Linked DNA regions of Zea mays: region 2 is linked to region 1. A link is a contact called in public Hi-C data. All regions are on one chromosome and are shown on one strand. The core of a region is the stretch at or near the end of the contact, and the rest is flanking DNA. Distances in the headings are between cores, read along the strand shown. Region 1 holds the start of LOC100191467. Region 2 holds the start of LOC100286254 (MYB-CC type transfactor).

Region 1 (6,674 bases), core at 2,606-5,105:
GTTCAACCGGTGTCAAGGTTAGCTGACCAGTCTGACTGGCAGACTAACTGCCCAGGCGATTGAACCGGCCCTAGGGGCGATTCAACAGGCCCTACGCAGAAAAGTTCAACCCAACGGCTAGTTTTGGATCCCCACCTATATATACTCTTCCTACATCTCTCCCCACAGAAGAGCACACGCCAAACTCCATTTCTAACTTGAGAAACACCTCTCACTCTCTCTCTCTCACATATCTTGCCTCTCCCATTTCAAATCTTTGAGTGAGATTGAGATCTACGGGTTTTTGTGCTTCATCTCCAAATCCTTCTTGTTCTCCTTAATTCGAGCTTTGGTACTACATCGAGTTCTTTGTGGATTCATTACTATTGGAGCTTCTAGCTCCTAGACGACTAGATATCTCTTGTGTGTCTCCAAATATTGTGGAAGACCATAAGAAAGTTTGTATTAACAACTCGTTTGAGGAAAGATTAGTGTGTGGGCTTGACCTTTGTCGTCGGCAAAGGGAGGATTAGGGTTGAAAGAGACCCGGCTCTTTGTGGGCGCCTCAACGAGGAAGTAGGGCACCTTTGTGGTGTGACCGAATCTCGGGATAAATCTTGTGTTCTTGCTCATTGTGTTTGTTCGTGTTCTTCGTTCTCTCAACATTCTGTGGAAGAATTGTTCATATCTTTTTGGTGTGTGAATTTTGAGAAGTGCTCTTTTTAGATCTATTACTTTGAACTTGTGGATTATTTAGGACATCCCATTTTCAAAATTAATTGGGTGAATTTCGAGATCATTTTAGTTTTATATCTCATTTTTAGTTGGACTAGTGCAAACCGGTTGAACTGGTTTTGACACCGGTTGAACCGGTTTTACCCAGTTTGTTTCTAGACTTCTAGTTTTTGTTAAAAAAATTCACTTGCCTATTCACCCCCCTCTAGACAACTTTTAATATCCTATTATCTCTTTAGACCGGGTACAATGCTAGGCAACGTCGACCATAGAATTGAAGACGATACTAACCCTCACGCTCCCAACGCGTGTCAGTTCGCTGCACCGATTGGTGGCTGAATTGACAGTTTGGACCGATCATTAGCGTCCACATTTAAGGCTAGAATCGTCGGTACCGACCAGTGCACTGGAGAACCGGTCAATACCGACTGCATGCTACCATATGTCGTCTTTTTATTGTTCCACGCCTTCAATTTTTTTAAAAAAAATATAAAAACTTGATTATGAATTATGTAACTTTTATTTCACATATTAAGTATATTTTTGTTTCATGAATTATGTCAATCTTATTTATGGTTTATAAACTATATAATTTGTATTTGCTCAGTAATATACTTAAATGAACTTTTATTTCAATAAAACGACGTGTTTCGTTTCAAATAAGAGTAAGCTTAGGTAGTTGTAAGCTGACGGTAGAAAATGTGCACTAAAGCAGTAGATATAAGGTGGAGATGGTAGATACGGACGATAGCTGATGTGGCGGTAGATATAGACTAGTAGCATTGGATCCGGCCTTAGGAGGTAATATGTGATAATTGCTATTTAGACCAACCGTACACTATTATTATACCAAAACCCTTGAAAAAAAGAGTAATATCAGGATATTCCCCGCTGGTTACTGGCTACCATGATAAGGTGCTCATGGTGACTGTTCTTACTTTTATGTGATGGCTCCGCTGCAGGCTGTCACCGATGAATGCATCTTGTGGTGCTCTGCTGGAACAAAGGCGTTGCAGGAGCTGCTGGTCAAGTCATTTGTTGGGGGATAAGGATAAATTCCTGGTCTTGGTAGCTAGTTGGTCACCTGCTGTTGAAATGGGCCATCTGTTTCTTGTTTTATCCTATTTGTGGTGGTTGTGTCAACATGAGTTTTGGGTGTGTCAGTGTGTTTTTTTGGGGACTTTGTCCCTCTTATGTACTCTTTTTTTTCTTTTGTCTCTTGTTTTCTAAATCATCTGTTCTTCTCTTGCTACCTTAATCATTCTTAGGCAAGGATGCTACTGATATCTTGGTGATCTCGTTTGTTAGACAAAAGTTTCTTATTTTTTAATTAAATAAATTCTATTATTGAGATTGTCTAGTAAGAACAGTCGGTGGTGGTCCAAATAGAATTCGTACGCTTAGAAAGAAAATAGAAAAGGGAGATGTAAGTGGACATATAGCTGGTACCTTGTCAGCCACTCTGGTGCTGGTGGGTTCCTCCATCTTTTGCTGCTCTCCATCAGGCGCATTCAGTGCGGAGTGGGAGATCTGCATATCGACACACAAATGTGTTTATGGAGTAGGATACATTTGTACACTGCCGGCAATACAGCTGCATTCAAGATACTGTTCTGATGGCAAACAGCATTTAATACGCTTCACGAGGAAAACGAAAAAATAAGAAAGAAAGAAAGGCAACTCTTATATTTGTGTACTACCAAAATAATTGATGCCAAGTGCCAACAGTCAATTTACTGCATAACAGGTCGATCTACAGTTCCCAGGGAAATAAAAAATAAACAATTTTTAAAGGGGAAAAAAGGGGCAAATTTAAGGGAACACAAACTACCCCCCATAAAAATAGGTGCCCTATGTAGAGCAACTTGCAGCCACTAGCAATCCTGAAATTGGGGGAGAAAGGGCCCCAATAGGACCCAAGACAACGCAGAACAAGATAGCCTTAGAGAAAATATATTCATAGGTCATATTTTGAGGTTGAAATCTGAGTATATACAATATATTCGAAATGTAACATGCGCAGAGTTTTCAACCATGTATAGATGCCCGGATCAAAAGTCATATTTTGAGGGAAAATAAATGACCGTAAACATGGTACATCGAAATTTGAAAATTATGCTCAAGAAGGTAGTACCCAGTACCAGGGGAGAATTATCAGCACCAAATCATTGCACTGACGCCCCTCATTCATGGATGAAGAGTACGAAGAAATACAGACCGAAATCAGGTAGGTCGACGAACTGCTACCAATATTTTTAGCAAGGAACACCTACGGGAGAATAAAGGCAAAAGGATTGTCCAAGCCAAAAAAAAACCAAAATGCGCATAGGGGGGTGGTTCTTGTTAAAATCCGAATCTAATCACTAGTAGTTAGCATTTATAGTTTGTTTGCAGTAAAACACACGCACACACCAAAACTAACCAGGAAGTAGGGCATTTGGATGAGATGAAATGTAAAAGAAGCAAGGAGGCGAAGGAACTTGTGCTTTCGATGTAAGCGGTTAAGAAAGGGACGAAAGGAAAAACAAAATGCAGTTGAGAAAAGGGGTGAAAGGGACAGAGGGAAACGAGCGAGCCAGAACAGGACATGGACAGATGCATTGATTTTGCGGGTGGGAAATTAAAATTAACTCAATCCAATAGAATGGTGCCTTTTTTATAATGCCACTGCAATCAACCAGGAACTTGCACATAATCTTGTTTTCGTGAGGATAAAACAGAGGGAACCCGAGAAAGAAAGACAGCAGGTCTGATAAGACCGAACAATGCAGTAAAAACGAGCTGCTTCTTGGAACTTTTTTCGCCACGAACAGCTGCCCCCAAAGCACATAAATCCTCGGAAGCAAGAGGGGAGACTGGAGAGAGTGAGAGAGGCACGTACGATCTTGGAAGGAGGCGGGGAGGGAGAGGCGGCGTAGGAGAAGAAGGAGGCGCATGAGAGGCCGATCCGCTTGGCCGCCGCCCTCCGCCACCTCGCGAGCGTCCCTTCGGCGGCGCCGTCGCCGCTGGCACAGCCCCCCACCATTGCTCCACTCTTTCCCACTCAGCTGATAGACTACACCGCCATGACCTCTTCTTTCTTGCTCCACTCAGCTGCTTCTTTCTCTCTCCAATCTCTGGCCTTAGGTGTCAAGGTGTAATCGCTACCCCGCGCTCTGGCTGCCTTGTGGGCTTGGCTTTGTACAAGGAGCTAGCTGGGCAAGCCGCACGCGAAGCGACGACGCATTTCTCTCTCTCTCTTTGCTATGTAGTGGGGTGAGGTGAGCAGTGCAATGTAGCCCTTGTCATTTTGTCATTTGGATTTCGGACCCACTCTCTCATGAAAACAAATGGACAAATGGTGATTTATCACTGGACTGGATTGGAGTAGTGTAAGGGCCTGTTCGTTTCTGCAGGATTACACCAAGAATTATTCCCGTTGATCAAAACTTATACAAATTAGAGAAGCAATCCAGGCCGGAACAGTTCCGGTCTTCTATTCCCTATCAACCGAACGGAGTCTAATGGGGTAGGCCATGTATTTTAAAATATAGGATTAATCCTAACCCAGGATTAACTCACAAACGTTGGTATGGATCAAGCATCTCTAAAAGTCTCGATCTCTAAAACTTATCTTTTAAATAGTTATTTAGATAATTAATTGTATAAAAAAGTTTCTACACTTTTGGTTTCCAATGATTTTTCTACCACTTATAGGTACTCTAAAGAACTATTGTCGTTATCTATCTTTGGTTAACGAAAATCAGGAACAGATATTTATTGTATTTGAACAACCAATAGAAAAGGATATTAATGGGTGTGTTTTTCTTTTACAAAGTCTCCATTTCTAATAATTAAAAAGAATATAGATAATCTCTTAAAACACATGTTAGCTATGCCTTCCGTCCTAAAATAATTCTAGCACGAAAGCAAGTTTTGAGGTTGACTAAGTTTGTATATAAAAATATTAATATTTATTTGATCGGTGTCCAAACTATGATTACTATTATAATGATTTTCAATTGCAATGGTCCAAACTTACCAGAATATAATTTTATCTTTCAAAATCAGCCCTCCATTAATTTTGAGCATTCCAAGGGTCCGCATGGAAATAGAGACCTTTGCTTGCAGAATGCTACCGGCAAGCAAGAAGCAAGTGAGCTGCTATTTCACCGTGGTCCCACCCTTGTGCTGTGGCCTTTTCCCCTATTTGGGCACGGGAACAGCAATTTTAAAACCTGCTCATACTACCGTACGGACACGGAGCGTCACATCTGATCTGAGCCATTGGTTGGCCGACATGCTTGCCGATCGCAGCCGCTCATCATACCGCAACGGCCAGTGAGAGACTGACTGGCCAGCGGTCGGTCAGTCAGTCAGTCAGTCAGCAGCGGCACAACGCCCAAAATGTTCAGTTGAGGGCTTTTGTTTTCCTTCATCTTTTGTTCCTCTCTTTATTTATTACTAGGAGTATTTTATGCCAAGAGCTAGAAGGAAGGTTGTGTCCAACTCTAATATAATCTATCTCCTCCTTCCTATCTATTTTTACACTTTAAACAACAGATTAAAAAAATATAAGATATTTAAGGGTACAATAAATACATAAGCACAAAAATCTAGAGTAAAATATGTTCTTAATACAAGTCTTTGATACCTAGATATAGAGGACACTATTAGAGAGAATAAGATATAGATGAGCAAATTTTAAAGAAGTCTATAACCAATAAACATAGAGAAGATATATAGACAAAACCGTGAGAAAGACTAAGGACGTGTTTGGTTTCAACGTATACTCATAATATTTTATACAATATTTACTGAAGGAGCCAAACGGTACTCATTTTTAGTACAATTCTTTCATAGAATCTAAGTATCTAGTTGAACTTAGATAACGTGGGATATGGACATGTTACCCAATGCTAAAATCTAAGGCTTCCCGAACGATTCTTAAACTTTAGTCCTGTCATATCGTACGGTTGAATACTAGTTAGAAGTATTAAATATAGTCTAATTACAAAATTAATTATATAGATAAGATTACAAGTCTATTAAACCTAATTAGTCCATGATTCGCTCATGTGAGGTACAATAAACATTTGTTAATCATAGATTAATTATGTTTAATAAATCATCTCCTTGTTTAGTTTTCATCTGTATAATTAGTTTTATAATTGGACTATATTTAATAGTCGTAATTGATATTCAAACATTTAATGTGACACGTACTAAACTTTAGTAATGAGAACCAAACATAGATTAAGCTTCATATGATATTGAAATGTACAGTATAGTGGTGTGACCATGTTAAAGGAAGGAGACTCCAACACAGCAGTTGTTGGATTAGTTGCAATCGGTTACAAAAAGGCGTGGATTAGTACTGCACTACTGCTAACCCAAAAGGTGATAGGACTACTGGTATTTGGTTAGAAATTAGTAGGTGGGTTTCAGTTTAGAAACAAATAAAAGACGTTGGACGGAGATGTGTATGTTGTGAGGACGTGGATTCAATTAATTGGTCTCAGCTTCTCAAGTCGCTGGGTCATCATTTTCTAGATCAGTGGGTGAAGCCTCCGTAAAGAAAGTGTTATTGCCATATTGTTTTGTTATTCAATGGTAATCAAGTGTTTGGCGGTGATTATTTAACTTAACTAGTCGGTTGCCCGTGCGTTGCGACGGCTTACAACAATACCCACGTAAACTATTCATCAAAAAATTTAAGATTTTTTATTGATTGTCTCCGCTCTCTGTATAATATCTTTTTGATTTTAGCTAAATTATGCTATTGTTTACTACATGCAATGCCTCTGGGTACAACACGACCAATGAAGTGAGCTATTAGAAGAGATTCACAACGACTGACTGAACGAACAGAGATTATAAAATGACATAATTTCATCATACAGAGACCAAATAATAGAAAATTTGTGAGCTCAAGTTTCTAAAATAAGTCACATGAAGTCAAACTTATAAAAAAGATCAAA
Region 2 (6,378 bases), core at 3,049-5,548, 630 kb after region 1:
TCAACTTTAATCCCTATTGTTGATCAGCCTTACACATCACATGAACTCCCACCTTTGGTGAGTTCATGCACACTGGTTTTTCCACAGCTTGTTGAGCTATGATCATGTGTGAGCTCACCCTTGCTGTCTCACACCCCATAGGAAAAGAACAGGTGGTTCAAGAGGAGCCACATAACGAGGAGTTCGATCTAATATAGGTGGCGTCTCCCAGTTAACTTTATGGCGCCAAGGATGATCCTTAGTTTGTTTTATATTTATCTTTTATTTTGTAAGACTTCCGCAATGTAATAAGTACTCTAATGTTATTGTGACATTTATATATATATATACTCTGTTATTATATATGTTGTCTTATTTGGCGCATGTATAATATGCATCCGGCTTTGTTCTATAATTCCGGGTGTGACATTATTCAACTTAAAGGCTACTGTATTTAGCTATGGAAGGTCCATGCTGACTTTGTAATACACAAATGGCTAGTTGCAACTTAGCAAACTACTTCACATCCTTTTTTTTCACAAGTACTACATGTCACTTTGGGAGACGTAAGTGTCGTAATCTTAACATTAATCCCGATTCGCTATGGCCAATTAACCGGCTCCACTCCACCACGCAGCAAGGGGAAAAGAACATGGCTAGTCACAGCACACAGCAGTGACTCGTCCAAAGGCCTGGAAAAAGGGAATATTCGCAGCATCGTCCTGAAAGATGCCCGCAACACAAGCATCCAAAACCAAAAAAAAATGCAAATACAATAATACGCCTCGGGTTACTGTCGTCGACAGCGACCAGCTCCGTTCCAGCTGGCCAGCCAGTACACTGCGCTGTTCTTGTCAAAATCTAAAAATAAATAAATTAAAAGAGCAAGCTGAGGGCGCTCGCTGGCTGCAGACACAAACAGCCCTGCCTTGTAGCAACAGGCTTGGACCGTTACGACAACCCCGTTTGGGCCAATTAGTATTGGCCAGCTGGTCGTGTCACGCACGGCTAGCTATTCTAGTCCTACGTGGCGTGCAGGCCGAGCGGCCGTGTCCACGCCATTGGCCAGAAACTGAGAGCTGTACTTGCCGTCCTGCAGCTGATCCATCACAAACTATACGGCTGGTTAGGCCCATTTTAGTTTCATTAGTCTTAGGACTAAAGTTTAGTTTAGGGACTAAATTTTAGTCCATATCCTGTTTGGTTGTAGAAACTAAAAAGATTCTAAATACATTAAATGTAACACATAAATGCCAAAATGTTCTTTTTTGTTTGACATCAGTTTTCTAGCAAGGGTAATTGAAGTAAATATTGATCTTTAGTCCCTTTTAGCACCTATGTGAGGAACTAGAGACTAAAGTCAATTAGTCCTTACTTTAGTCCTCCTGTTTAACAAAATAGAGACTAAACGGGACTAAAAATCAGAGACTAAAGATTAGCCCAAACCAAACATGGCCTTAATGACGGAGGGGCTCTGCGCTAACAGGTTCGTGGACGTCTCCTGCCTCCTCATCTTGCTTTGCTGTAGTGTACTACTACTAGTACTAGTAGTTTACTAGCCGGTGTTTCTTTACATTATCGCTCGTTTGCATTGTGTGCTACCAGACGTCTTGTTTGCTTTGTAAACTTGCATTGCTATGTTTTCGCTGTTTTCTCCTGTCCTGTTCAACTAGACAACTGGTAGGATGTGCGTTTGGATGACTACCGCACAGTGTCAGATCTTTTTTACCAAATACTTCTAAAAGCGCGGTGCAAAAGTAGCTGGGATACATCTAACACCTAACTCACTTTGGCCAATTCTGTGTCGTATAGTTTGGAGATTAAGAGATCAATTTTTAAGAAACTGGTTTATGTAAATTGAGTTGATTCTAAACATGCCAGTTTATGCCTCGGTTTATAAAATTGGATTCACATTCATAGTTCTTTTAAAAACCAAGAAACTAGCATCTCCTAGCTAAAAAATAAAAATTGGTTTGCTTTCAAACAGGACCTAAATTGTTTGCCATATATTAGAAAAAAATTGGTAAGTATTGAGTTTATAACAAAGGATGTCGTTTTGACTTTTTGAGACTAACTTTAATCGGCTGGTCTTATTCACAAAAAAATTATAATTATTATTTATTTTCGTTCTGATTTAGTTTATCATACAATTTATTTTAACTATCAACTGATTTTTTCTATGTTTTTATAAATATTTTGAATAAAACAAACCGGACAAACTTGACGTCAAAAAAGTTAAACGACTTCCTTTCTAGGACAGAGAGTAAAACATATATGGCGTGATGAAATTAGTGATGCAATCTAACCCACAGATCCAAAAAAAACAGTGTGGGTACGTATGCAGATTTTTACTCACAAGTGCACCCTCACTCTTTACCTGAAGTTTCGTGGGTGTGGGTACGAGTTCCTATTTCAACTCGCGGGTGACCCACACTTGACCTAGAAAAATATTCTTTATTTCAGGCAAAAATGGTTAAGATACAATAGAGTTGTCTTGAATGAGTAACTTGGCTAATGATTTATAAAATGTTCTATTGCTGCTTAACGTGAGAATGATTAAAATCTGTAGACATAACCAAATTATTGATGTTATTTAATTGCCTATAGCTAAATTATTATTTAAAAGCGTACACTTGGTAAAAAAACCGCGGGAGACCCGAAATCCATCCCAAAACCCGACAGGTTCTGGTGCGGGTTTAGAACTAATACACCCATGGATGTGGTCGCGAGCGGGTTTAGGTAAATTTTATGGGTGCGATTACGAACGAGTTTTTGTTTCACCCGACCCGAATCAGACCTGTTCCCACCATCGAGTGATGAGAAATCGATCAAACAACTACCATAAAAAATCTTGTAAAGAAGGGTAAAGCATGACTATGAGTCAAATAATTTAAGCTTAGACTTTTATAAATGAGAAATAGGAATGGATCTAACGGTTTATTTTTTCTTCTAATCTTCAAACATGTAATATGCTACAATGGCATGCCACATGCCCATATCTATAAAGATATATTGCTTTCGTCCTAAATTATAAAATATTTTTTCTTATAAATCTTTACGTATATATTTTCTAAAATTTTAATTAAATTTGAGATGTTTTGACTCTTTGAATCACTTATAAAATTATTTAGAATGAAGGAGTATAACTTAAATTTTACAAAACAAGTTAAGCATCTATGCAAAGACAGACGCTAACTTTTGACTTCCGTAACATGGTATCATCTACCAAAGTCGTCCTCCGAATGAGTGGATCTATTAAGGCAATGTTTAAATGAGTTTATAGTTAGCTAATAAAATTAATTTAAGACATTTAAACAACTCAACTAATAGTTTAGCTATTTTAATTGGACATATTCAAACACCTACAACTAATAGTCCAACTAACTATTAACTACATCCTCATTCCTCAACTGTACATTAGTTATTAGCTGGTCCAACCTAACTAAAATTAGTTAATAGTTAGCCAACTATTTGTTAGTCAACTAATTCCACTAGCAACCTTTTAGTCAGTTAACTATTAGCTACTAAAGTTAGCTGGAAACAACCAAACAACTTACCTAATAGTTCAACTATCAGTTGCTTTTAGCGAGAAACATCCAAACACATTCGTCTAATAGTCTAGCTAATTTTAGCTACATCCTCAACTACAGGAGCGGATCTAAACAAAACAATCATTGATGTCATCTCCATCGAATAATAAAATCATCAACTCATTTAAGTGCTAAAAACATACATTCTAATGGAGATTACTAAAATTCATTGGTGTCTTTGGACACCACAAAAAGGGTCTGAATCCACCCCTGCTCAACTGCCACCTAGTTCATTAGCTGATTCAATCCAGCTAAAACCAGTTAATAGTTAGTCAACGTTTTATTAGTAATTTTTAGCAGCTAACTATTAGCTCTATCTTATTCAAACATGCCCTAAAGCTCTATTATTGACAATACTGTTTTTTTTTTTCTCACAAACTCAAATAAAATGGTGTTCTGTTTCGCCATTCGCTTTCTTTTTTATGTCCCTTTTTTTTTTGCAAGGAACGATGATCTCTGCTCTTGTGCTATAAACATCGAAACAAAAGTGGCATGGAAAAACACACCTGTTCCATTGAAAAAAACATCCTCGCGTTCAAAACGGAATCCAAATTTAGTCAAAATTATAATTATAATAATATAATACTAGTAAGAATAATCTTTTTGGCCGAACACAAAAGTAGCCTTTGGGTGTGTGAATGTTACTGCCATGTTGGACTTTTTTTGTCTGGTCTAATCTATCTTCAAACAGTGTCACGCCGTCTTCGTTTATAATAAATCAAAGCAATGGTTGGGTGGGATATATTCGCCAACAAACTCATTTCCCGTCTCCACTTGTTCCTCCTCTGTGCTCTCGCCTTTCCATTCCTCCACCGGCCTCATCCCCCAACTCCGTCGAGCATTACCGTCAGAGGGCGGCGGCGCGGCGCGGCGCCGCCGGCGACGGGGACCGCGTGAGGCAGGCTCCCCTCAAGGCTCGTCCTCCTCGTCGGGAGGCGTCGCCGTTGCCCCGCCCTCTGGGCTGGCGCGGCGTGGAGGGGACAGCTGGAGATCCGCCCGTCTCTGCTTGGATTGCTTCCTTCTCCCGCAGGTAAGCTTGCCGCTATGGCCCGCTCATGTTCCACGGATTCCCTTGCTTCTTGTGCCAGGTCGCTGGTTGGTTTTATTAGTTCCCCACTAAATCCAAATCTCTCTCTCTCTCTCTCTCTCTCTCTCTCTCTCTTGATTCCGTTAGCTTCCATACGGTTTCTGCGTGATCACTGGTAATCTAGTCTATCCTGACATCCAAACACGGCCCGATTAGCCTAGTTCCCTATTATCCCTTGCTCAGCACTCGGAAGAGCGATTGCTAGATCTCATTTCACTTCACGCCACAGCATAGGGCTTGGCATCAGCCCCAAAATCGAGGTTGCAGTCTGATTTCAAATTTAATTATGTTTTCCTTTCTCAAAAATTGGGCCTTCAGCTGAAGGAATCATTCAGTGCCACCCCTCTCTCTCTTTTTGTTACAATTTCACGCCCCTCTTTCGTAGTTAGTACTAGGGTACCTGTATATATAACTATAAATGGAGAATAGTAGCAATTGATGGTCAGTGCTAGTGTCGGACTAATCTACTGCTACACTTCGGATGTATGTACCTGCATACTTAGTCTCCTCTCAATTACTTTGCCGCACGAGAAAGTTTTATCTCCGTGATTGACATGTCTTAATAAGGAGCATATGCCATCCATGATACATCGCTTCAACTTTTCATCCATCTCACAAGATGGGTACAATAGCAACGGCTTTGCACCATCTGCTCAATGTTTTCTTTACTTGTGCAGTTGTGCATAACCTTATAACACTGGAAAGAATCGTTTTTTGTCACTATAAATGAAAATGACCGTTTTGTTAAATATTATCTCACAATTGGCTCTTCATGTCTCTATGTTTCTTCTCCCTGCAGAGGGTATGAGCAATGTACTCACCAAAACCAGAGTCTAGTTTTGGCCCAAATCCCAACTCAGGTACACACCAGCAGCAAATGGAATTAACTGGGGCCAACATGGGTCCTGGTAATGGAGCAAATAACAATACCAACATGGCTGGGAGGCAACGCTTACGCTGGACAAATGAACTGCATGAAAGATTTGTTGAGGCTGTTACTCAACTTGGGGGTCCTGATAGTATGTTCTCATACTACTGCTTTTCTGCATCCAGTTCTTTAGATTGATTTTACTGAACATTTAAGCAGGATTTTCTTCCTGTATATTCATACTCTCTCTCTCTCTCTAGATGTCATGAACTTATATTCCGGCAAAAGATTTTTTTTAATATTATGAAAGTATGTTTCTCTGTGGGGAATTAAGTTTTACATGATTCTGGGCTCTACAGATATGGATGAGCTGCAAAAGCTACCAATCTAAGATGCCTTGGCCTTGGGATTTATGATACACTAAGAACTCACTTTGAAGTTAGCTACAAGAACTAGCGTCTGATGCCCTCCTATTACTTGGTGTTCAATTTGCTGTATTTTTTATAGCGATGCAATCTGCTCAAAATTTGGGTTCACCAATTTCAAACATTCTTTTTGGGTCATATTCTTGGCAAACGCTTAATCATAATGGGTGTTTTTCATGGATGAAATTACTTGAACTATCCACAACCAAGCAAAATTCGCAACTTAGGCTGCCAGGATTTTTGACGCCAAAGAAAACCAACAGGATTTTTGTGTGTTATTGTTGTACTTATCTGGATTTATAGCCCTTTCAATTTTACTTGTACTATGTGGACATGTAATTTTCTGCTTCTGCTAACACTTAGTTGATCAAATGAAATAGGGGCAACTCCAAAAGGAGTTCTGAGAATTATGGGTGTACAAGGATTAAC

What was found. Hi-C and Micro-C count contacts between places; a contact is called where the count stands out from the background.
Region 2: a Hi-C map of tassel shows a contact between it and region 1, with 2.5 times the contacts expected there. The contact joins the promoter of LOC100286254 here to the promoter of LOC100191467 in region 1. A contact is called at or near these places in 3 of 25 Hi-C or Micro-C datasets (ear, endosperm and tassel).

What each region holds. Positions count from the first base shown.
Region 1 is chr7:86,979,097-86,985,770 of Zm-B73-REFERENCE-NAM-5.0, forward strand. LOC100191467 reads right to left here and starts at 3,856. Exons shown (of 3, transcript NM_001136900.1): 1 at 3,596-3,856; 2 at 2,164-2,244. The coding sequence starts at 3,739.
Region 2 is chr7:87,606,958-87,613,335 of Zm-B73-REFERENCE-NAM-5.0, forward strand. It overlaps LOC100286254 (MYB-CC type transfactor), which reads left to right and starts at 4,299. Exons shown (of 7, transcript NM_001159141.2): 1 at 4,299-4,599; 2 at 5,456-5,675; 3 at 6,330-6,378. The coding sequence starts at 5,468.